2 separate regions of the Zea mays genome follow, and region 1 is linked to region 2. Evidence: chromatin contacts called from public Hi-C data. All regions are on one chromosome and are shown on one strand. The core of a region is the stretch at or near the end of the contact, and the rest is flanking DNA. Distances in the headings are between cores, read along the strand shown. Region 1 holds the start of LOC100191812. Region 2 holds the start of LOC100217062.

Region 1 (5,024 bases), core at 1,576-4,075, 130 kb before region 2:
TTATTCAGTACAACTGCAGCCTAAAACAACATACCAGAAAGGTGGACTTATAGGGGAATGGTGGTTATGTTTGGATCATTGGCGCAGGGACAGAGGATAGATAAGACTATTAAAATGCAAATTCTTTGTCTGGTTGGCTGTCAAAAATCGTTGTTGGACGGCGGACCGGCTCGCTAAACGAGGGCTGATCTGCCTCACCCTGCTGCTTGTCCTTTGTGTGACCAGGCTGAGGAGACTATCCAACACTGTTTGGTCTCCTATGTCTTTGCTAGAGAAGTTTGGTTTCTGTTATTCACCAAACTGAGGCTTCCTACTTTGTCGCCCCAATCTAGTGACAAGTTCCTATACTGGTGGAGTAGAGCCGTTAAAGCAGTTTCAAAGGAGCTGAGGAAAGGCCTTAACACCCTCATCCCGTTCTGTTTTATCTCTCTTCTTAATGAAATGACCCACAGACCTTCTACGACGTTCTAAAAAAACTTGGGCCATGGCCACCCCTAGGTTCTTAAATTTTCTTATTTGAACATACAATAATGTATGGATAATTTGGTTCACGCATCATTAGTGCCCCCTAATTCATGGATGTCCCCCCACAATGTTGTCAAAGCTCCGCCGCTGCATTGGCGCGTCTTGCCTAGCTAGGCCAGGTCAAAGTAGCTCATACTGGAAAAGCCTCCAAAAGCAATAATTCTTTTTTGGCTGCTCAGAGCTGCAGCACCAAAGCACACGATCTTTCATATAACCACACGCATGTAGATGATGGAGAACCAATTCGGCTTGCCTGGCAGAGCAAGTCGTTTCTTGCCGATGTAGGCTAGCTAGTATTCAACCAATACCAAATGCATGTTTTGGCTAGACCAGGCTAGGCTACACATTGCCTGAGATGCAAACACTGAGACACACCTAGCACTTAGAAACTTTAGGTACCTTTTGCCGAGTCCATCCTTGTAGCTGGTTGTGCCTATGAATCCTTGCTAACTGAATGTTACAAACACAGTAATCATCAGCAACTTGTTTGAGAGGGAGATATTAAATAAAAAATTTAAGTTCATGTGCAAGGCAACAGGGCAGAAATAGCAATCAACCGCCATGTCAGCTATCAACCGAACTACTGACCGCACAATTGACCATCGTCAACTCTTATCTGGCGCAACGCTCCAGTGCACAGTCTTTACTGTCAGTCTAAGCCATCTCAGTCTCACGTCTGCTTTCCTTTTACAGACTTTTATTTGGAATGAAACAAGTTGTTTTATTAAAATATAAAAAAATCTGATTGCATAATTAAGCAAATAAAATTTACATAATTCATAAAAACAATTAAAATATAAATACTTTAAATAAAACTAAATCATAATTCATAAATAAAATTGGATAGCTTAAACATAAAAATAAAAATATGAAATTCATAAATAAATCTAATTCATGAGCCGTAATATAGGATTTTTATTTTATTTTTTTGAATTTTTAAATTTTGTTGACTTTAAATAGTTCAAAACAGCTAGCTGATGTGATGTACGCGTAGACCAATCAGAACACATGGTCGTTACCAACCCGTTCGAGTCGGTACCGACCAGACCGTCTAGCACGTGGGTCGGTACCAACCGAAGCGACCAATTGGCAGGTCGGTCCACCGACCTGCCCGTCGAACCAACCGGCATAGGGGCCGGGTCGGTACCAACCGGCATAGGGGCCGGGCGGTACCAACCGGCATAATACTAGCTCCAACAAGGAGCTCTAAAGGGTCCTGTACCCTAAATTTAGAGAACGATGACGTCCTCTACTCCCTCCAGCAACGTCCTCTAAACGGTCCTCTAAATTTAGAGAACGCTGCTGAATCCTCTATATGTAGAGTTTCTCTAAACGGTTCTCTATCTATTTGAATACTTTAAACAACCGGTTTAATAAAACTAAAATATGTACAATACATTTGAGAGTATGACAAATACGTATGTACAAAAATTAAAAAATTAAAAATGTCTTTAATATAGGTATTTATATATAGAGGACGTGATTTAGAGGACGTTGTTGGAGAGAAAGTAGATATAGGAGATGGAATCTTTTAGAGAAGACTGTAAAGGACAGATATAGAGGATGTATATAGAGGACGTTGCTGGAGACAGTCTAAGGGCCGACACGGTCTCTACCGACCAACCGCGCCGCCACGTCACCAGTTAGTACCGGCGTGCATTGGACCCAGCATCCCAGTCTAACACCAAACCAAAACTCTGGTGGGCAAGTATCATCTCAGAATATCTATATGAAGAGAGAAACAGCAACTAACGTAGCCAGCATGTCGTACTGAAACAAGCAAAATTATCAGGAAACAGGCATAGATACCACATGCTTAATCAGTCCTTATCCCAATTCGCCATCTAACACATCCACATCCACATCATTCCTCTACTTCGTAGCTCCGTCATTAATATTAAGGGGAACGAAAACACGTGACATCAGATCGAACCAACCCACCTGCACGAAGGCCGCGGTCGCAATGGCGCCGTCCAGGACAGCCAGCGCGCCTTCAGCCGCTACAATCGGCAGGGGCAGGCAGCCCCCGCCATCACCGGCGGCGGCAGGGAAGGGCCCGTAGCGGCCCATGCCGGCGGGCGGGCGGGCGAGGGGCAGTATCGAGGAGAAGGATTAGGGGCCGGACAGGCGTCGCATCTCGCGGCCAGCCGGGAGGTCCGGAGCGGTAGGGTTTGATGCAGCCTCCAGGCAGGAGCGGAAGCGGAGGCCAAGGAGAGGAGAGAGCGGGAGCGGAGGCGGAGGACGAGGCTGAGAATTGACTGGAGAAGCGAGGCTGGGCACTTGGGCAGGCAACACCTGTTGGTTTGGAAAGACCGAGATCACGAATCGATGTATAGTGGGTACTGTACACGGGCGCTCACAATCCCGTCACGCCAGAAAAAAAAATGGAGGATTAAAAATTAGTGCTTAGAAACCAAACATCCCCTACATTACCAAACAGGATTATATTGTTACCATTACTTTACAAATATAGATAGAGGAGTCATCGATCCAAATACAATTGTTTTCTAAAAGATAAACTTATCTTACCGGTTTGAATCTACTAGCTAAAACAAAATGACTAAAGTTTAATCACTTAAAATAGATAAAGATCGGAAGAGCTAAAATGACTAAAATAATGAAAAATACCAATTTAATCACTTTTAGTTATTTATGTTTGAATCTTTAGCTCCTAAGTGTGACTAAACTTTAAGGGACGTTTAGCAGAGCTTCCACAGCTCCGCTTCTAGCGAGAATCACTCTCGTAAAGTCAAACGGTAACAAACTGAACTTTTCCATAGTGGGAGTGGAGTGAACCTAGTCTCTATTAGTCATTTTTGCTTTAGCTCCTAAGAAACAAACATGTTCTTAATACAGTTTTCCCTCTGTTCCAAAATATAATTCATTTTAGACTAATCACATATTCATTAAGTAACGTATGATTGTAGTTTCCATGTATGTCTATATTCATTATAATTTGAATGAATGTGGACGGAAAAAATGTCTAGAAAAAACTATATTTTGGGACGAATGGGTAGTTTATTTGGTTTGTAATTTCACATTTCACCACCTTCCAAAAATTAGATATAAGTCTATCCCAAATTTATAGGATGAGGGTGGAATTTCATATTCCACCACTTTCCAAACTTTAGATATAAAGCCTAGTATCGGAGAAAAGATCTCTAGGCTCCTGGGTAGGGCTGGAAACGAGCCGAGACGAGCTCGGCTCGGCTCGGTGTGGCTCGTTAAGTACACGAGTCGAGCTCGGCTCGGCTCGCTCGTTCAGCGAGCTAGAAATTCAGGCTCGGCTCGACTGTGGCTCGCGAGCTGGCTCGAACCGGCTCGCGAGCCGGAACTGTTTTATGCCCAGAAGTTCAGGATGCAGGGGAAAAAAGCTAATATAATCCATTATAGAACAATTGATGATTCATCAACATAGTATAAACATGAAACAAGTTCAGTTCAACTTGATACTTGCATTTGTTCATCCAAATAAATATATAAGTATGGCAGATTGGCAGTCATCCAACAGAAGTAGGCTAAATATATATAAGTATGGCAGTCATCCAACAACAGCATTACAGCAAGCAAGGCGTCAACGTCAAGTGCAGAACAGCAGAAAACCATGCAAAAGTACAGACTACAAGTCTCCAGGCTCCAGCGGTCCAGCCTTCTGCCAAGTGCCACCAACCAGCAGCTTACAAAGGATAATCTAGTTGCTCTCCACCAAACTTTTTGGAAATGAAATGTTTTCAACATCATCCTCTTCATCTTGTTCCTAAAAATAAATAGAGTAATTAGATTGATAAAAAGGAACATACTAGAATATAAAAGAGAACAAGAATACAGTACAATACAATACATACCACATATGTAAAACTCCCATCATGTGCACCTCGAATCCAACTAGAGGAGCATACCAATGCCTCCACCATAGAAGGGCTTAGAGAGTTACGGTAATCATCTAGAGTTCGACCCTCAGTGCTAAAAGTAGACTCTGAAGACACGGAGGTAGTGGGCACAGTTAAGAACTTCTTTGCCATCCTCGACACCACTGGAAATCTATGTGAGTTAACCTTCCACCAGTTAAGCAAATCAAACTCCTTGTCAGCTAAACTCACATTTGTTTCATCCAAATATATGAGCAACTCACTCTTTGATGGGTTCGATTCAGTGGATGATAAGTATGACTGAAACTCACATGAAGCAGAAGGCAAACTACAAGATCTATCAGCCGTCAAGGAAGATGATGCACTAGTCTTACTTTGAGCAGCTTTTCTCTCTCTATGTTGCATCTCATAGTCTTCAAACAACTTTTCCAATTCACCTCTAACTTCTTCTATCTCTAAGTCAACTTGGCATGCATCAAAAATCTTACCAAAGCACCACGCAATATATCTCATCTTATACCTTGGATCTAGGATAGTAGCAATGACCATAACATTGTTCTTTTCTTCCCAATACTTATTGAACTTCTCCGTCGTCGCAGTACCCATTTTTCTCATATTCAAATCAGTAGA
Region 2 (5,313 bases), core at 870-3,369:
ATAGTCTAACACTGTGGTACATGTAGTTCCTAGGTGCTGGCGTTGATGGAGTTTATGATGCATATCAGAATGGGTTGTCGTTGGATGTCTCACTGAAGATGAGCTTACTGTCATACATACTAACCATTTCAGTTTGGTAAACGCCAGGAGAGGGCGCCAAACCAGTTCGCAGCCGATTTCAGTTTATTAAGGGCACTATTGTTGGAGCGCAAAAATATTTTGTGCCCTAAAACACTTTAATTGAGGCCCCTTTTTAATTTATACTCCTGTAGATGCTCTTAGCTGCATATAAACTTACCGCACCCATCTTAAAATAAATGAACGCCCCATGTTTCGAGGAACCAACTAATTTCAAATTTAACTAGGTTTAAAGAAAATACAACCAACATTTTTTTATCTCCAACTAGGTTTACTATAAAATATGTAATGTGATTAATCTAATAATATATGCTTAATACTGTTGGCGTTCGAAAAAGGTTATAACCACAGTGGAAATTTACTTATCATGGGGATATTTTTTGTGGGCAGGGTTGCGACGATGCGACGTACGGACATTACAATAGTATAAATAAAGTTATACTTATAAAAGTCCTATTTGAAAATGATCTAAAAAAGGAGAGTTAAAAAATTTAATAGAAAAGGCGATTATTCCCGCTTAAATGCGGCTGCGGCGACGAAGAACACCGACCAGTGCATCATTCATACAAATCGATAAGCTTTATGAGCCCCCTTTATCCAAAAATTTCCCAGCATTTCTTTGCCGACAATCCTCTTATCTACCAGGTGACCGATGACGCGATACGTGCGAGATCGACCCTTTTCCCCTTTTTTATTATTTCCTTTGAAAGAAGAAAATAATGCCCTCGTGGATTCGGCCACTCTTTTATTTAACGACCGATTTTTCCACTATTCGTACCATGTAATCTGATAGGCTGTCCTTGGCTTGTTCCTTTCGCCTCCGATTCCGTCGCCATTCAGGCCGGAGTACCGCCGATCTGAGAAATACTACTGCGACGCGAGTGCCGAAAGGCTGACGCGAACGGATAGAGCGAATCGCGCCTAGGTGCCGTGCGTGGGTATCAGCCGCTCGTAGGCGCTGCCGCGTCGGACGGGTGTAGATAGCGGCCGACCCGGCGCCGCGGCGCGCCCCGCGTCTATCCCCCCACCACGTTTCGTGGCGCTGAAGCGCTGCTGCCCTCCTGCCGTGCTGAGTCAGGGTTGATGAGGGTTACAACTTACAACCCCCAACGGCTTCTCGTGGCCACTCGCTTTTCACGCAAGACGGCAGAACCTGCACCCCCGTCCCCCGCCGGCTCGTGTCGTGGTGGGTGGCCACCCCTCCTCCGCTCCGCTCCATTTGGGCGGAAACCGAATCACTCGGGTCAGTGGCCACTTGACCCCCTGAGCTTTCCTTCCACTTTGCAGGCTCGAGATCACCGGTCACAAACGGCAGTGGTCGTCGTATCGTACCATGGTAATCATGGGATCACTATGAACGGACCCGACGGACCGGCGAGAGTTGTGCGGCAAAAGGGGTCGACTCATCGTCCATGGTGTGGTTCGGCCGGACGTTAACCGACCCAGTGAAGCGCGCGTCGTTGTCGCTGTAGATCCGATCCGGTGCGTTGACGATGCCAGTAGTAGTATGTACTGTAGTAGCTAGGTCAACTCGGGTAGTGTTATCCCCAACCCTTTTGCCACGTCAGGCCCAGGCCAGGGGAGATTACCAGGGGCTCTCTCCGCCTTCCCAGCCAGCCTGGGATGCTGGTGCCGCTCCCCGTCCACGCACGCCCAAGAAAAGTATAAATTAACTAGGAAACATACATACGGACTCTACAGCAGGATTAACGAAAGCGAGAGTGGAGGGGCCAGCATAGCAACGCCAACGATGGAGCAAAAGCGGCGAAGGGATAAGGCCCCCCCGAGTGGGGTCCCGTCGCAATTCTTTAATCGGACCCATCGTGGTTCCACGTGGCGGTCCAACCCTCTCCGGGGGGAGAAGATCGGCAAGATGACTTGCGTGGAGACGCGCAACGAGACCCGGCCGGTCCGCCTCCGCCCCCGACGCCGTTATATACACGCCCCTGTCTCCCCCCTCGCCTGGTTCGTTGCCGCACCCGCTGCCGCCTGCCGTAGTGCTGCTCCCGGCCCTCCCTCTAATTGCTCTTGCCGCTTTATGTATTTGCCGCGCGCGGCGACAGAGAATATACACGAGTATATACAGTAGCCGCCGCCGGTGGAGTCTCTATCTGGCAGCCGGCCGGTCGGTCGGTACTCTGCTCTAGAAGCTAGAGAGATACTACTCTGCAGGCTAGCTAGCTAGCTAGAGGTAGTAGAAGAGGCCGGCCCGGCCCGATTGAAGAATAACATAGAGCTGTCAGCTGCTGAGCGACGACGGCGATGGTGCTCTACTTCAAGGCGCGTCCGGACGCCGGCGACTACACCATCTACATGGGCGCCGACAAGAACGAGAACGAGGAGCTCATCAAATACGGCCTCCCCGAGGACGTCTGGTACGTACGTACGTCGTCGCTAGCTGCTGCTACCTCTTACTTCCTCGCGACGACGACGACGACGACGACATGCCGCATGCGATTCAGTGGTGAATTGAATCATGGCGAGGTGATTCGATGGTGGGTTGGGTTCCGATCGACCGCGACATGCGCGCGTCTCGGTCTGCCGCTACACGTAGAGGCAGCTTAGCATTGCACGCATAGAGGACGGCAGATGGAGAGGGCGACGACGAGAGCTCTGTTGAGATAGCTAGGCTTGAGCAGTTTATACTGCGAGGGCGGATAGATTAACGCGTGACTGGGCCTTGACGAGGCTGCTGGCGTGGACATCCCATCCCCAACCCCAACTACCTACCGGCCGGCCTACTCTACTACCAAGACGATAGATAGGTAGATAGATACGACCAAACCTGCGGTGCGGAGCACAACACGACTGTCTTCTGTTCTGTCTGTCGCATGCGTACAAGTCGTTTTGTCTGCTCACCGCTGGCTATGTGAATCTTTTAATTATCTTGTACGGCCAGGGGACGGGGGACCTCAGCTCACAAACATACAGTAGCTAGCTTGCTTGGAGCTGATTACACTTACACCCGGCCAGCTAGCTAGGCCAGGTGTGTGTGTATGTAGCCAGCTGGAGCGCTTTCTGTACAGTACAGCTCTCGCGTAACGTAACTAACCGTAGAATTAATATAGTACAAGATACCATCAGCTAGCAGCGCCTAAATACACATGTTGCAGGTTCCATGTGGACAAGGTATCCTCGGCACACGTCTACCTGAGGCTAAAGAAAGGCGAGACGATACACACCATCAGCGAGGCCCTCCTGGAGGACTGTGCGCAGCTCGTCAAGGCTCACTCCATTCAAGGTGCGTGCTCGATCTCCTCTGACCTCTCTCTCTCTCTGTCTCTCTCCATGGGAGAAGAACCAAAAACAGAACACGGTGTGCCCTGCCCTACAAGGCTTTTCAGCTCCCACATTGCAGCATGTTGCGGCGGCTGGAATCTTTTCTCACTCCCCCCCTGTAGCCATCGAGCAGGAGATCTATCAGGAGAGCGCCTCCTTCGTCTCCCTCTCTTTCTCCTAGCTCCATTATTGGCGCTGCGCGGGGCCACTAGCTAGCAACAAGCTCCTCCAATCATCTGCGCTGCCTGCGCGCGTACATGTTGATGTGATTCGCGATCATGGAAACGTGACACCAATTGTTGGAGTGGGTGACGGACGCGGCTTTGCTGTACGTGCAGGGAACAAGATGAACAACGTCGAGGTGATCTACACGCCCTGGGCTAATCTCAAGAAGTCCCCATCCATGGATGTCGGCCAGGTTGGCTTCCACAACCCGCGGATGGTAATCACTTTTTTTTGCCCCCCCCCCCCACCTCGTTACTATAGATGGCCAAAAAGCACGAGGCCCGTGAGCCCGGCACGAAGCCCGCTTTTTGGGCCCGGTCCGAGCCCGGCACGGTAGAATAAGCGGGCGGGTTTGGACAGGAAACTAGGCACGGCAGGCTAGCCCGGCACGACCCGTTTACCTCTAAGCCCGTCAAGCCCGTTTTTTACACTAAAACGTGCTTACCGGCCCGTTTAGCCCGCTTTTTGGCCCGTTTTTTCGTGCTAAACGGGCCGGCCCGGCCCGTTTAGGCCCGCTGCGGGCCGGGCTTGGACAGAAAATTAAGCCCGCTGGCTCAGCAGGCCCGACCCGGTTTTTGGCCGGGCTTCACCGGGCCCGGGCCGGGCCGGGCCGGGCGGCCCGTTTGGCCATCTCTACTCGTTACCCCTCTCCCCCAAAAATCTGGGGCTCGGCCAGGTGGGAGAACGGGCCCACGTGTCAGCCAAGACAGCATCTGATTAAAACACGTACGGACAGAGTGGTGGTGGTGGTCTTTCGCGCTTGTACAGTGTTGCACCGTTGCATCCTTTTTTTTTTATTTCCTCACCCGTTAAACCAGTCTCCTCAAATAATGCAAAGTTGGGGTTCGAACTGGGGGGGAAAAATAACACCCAACGGCCGTTAATATTGTAAATGGATCGGAGATGAAGATGCCAAAGGTGTATGTGTGTCTGGACATACGACGACGACCACTGGTCTGATTGTTTCAGCACTTTAATCATGTCCAAATGTTATATATGCCTTGCATTATTGCATCCAACCTTTTGCGTCATATGCCACGCTGGAAAAGCATCTTGGGGATTTTTTTTAAAAAAAAAATAGGACTAGCTAGCGTCGTATTGGCTGGACATGTTTGAATCCTTTTGGAGTTCCTTAATTAGGTTATCCTGTGTCTGTAGCTAGCGAATTAATACTCACGCCTGATCAACAATATTTTGTCAATCAGCAATAGTCCTGACAATGTGAGACCATGTCCTCTTTATATTCCTTGCTATACACACAAACATATGTACTATACGTAATTATGTAGCAAAAAATAATTCCTTTAAATCTACTGCATCTCTATGCATGTAGTCATATACTGTGTGTTGTATAGCTGTACCTCAGCTGCTTGTTATTGATTTGCTCGTGTCAGTTGGGCTGACCTATTTGCGAATATAAGCAGTGTGGGAGTTGTAATTTACTTACTAGCTATCTACTGTGTGGCAGGTACATGTGCTTATAGTCGAGAAGCGTGTCAACGAGATCATCAACAGGCTGAATAAAACCCGGGTAGAACGCCGGGCGCCAGACTTGAAAGGTGCTTAATTACTAACACACAGACACGCTGATCTGCCCATGCACGCTTAATTATTATCAGTTGATTAATAATCTTTCTCCCCTCGCGCTCGTGTGCAGCGGAGAAAGAGGCA

Evidence for each region. Hi-C and Micro-C count contacts between places; a contact is called where the count stands out from the background.
Region 1: a Hi-C map of leaf shows a contact between it and region 2, with 4 times the contacts expected there. The contact joins the promoter of LOC100191812 here to the promoter of LOC100217062 in region 2. A contact is called at or near these places in 19 of 25 Hi-C or Micro-C datasets (bundle sheath, ear, endosperm and 6 more) and 2 of 3 datasets of contacts at active chromatin or transcription factors (leaf and seedling).

Annotation. Positions count from the first base shown.
Region 1 is chr3:203,682,647-203,687,670 of Zm-B73-REFERENCE-NAM-5.0, reverse strand. LOC100191812 reads right to left here and starts at 2,825. Exons shown (of 13, transcript NM_001137236.1): 1 at 2,467-2,825; 2 at 925-975. The coding sequence starts at 2,595.
Region 2 is chr3:203,547,549-203,552,861 of Zm-B73-REFERENCE-NAM-5.0, reverse strand. LOC100217062 reads left to right here and starts at 2,119. Exons shown (of 6, transcript NM_001143433.1): 1 at 2,119-2,513; 2 at 3,252-3,379; 3 at 3,756-3,859; 4 at 5,111-5,201; 5 at 5,300-5,313. The coding sequence starts at 2,401.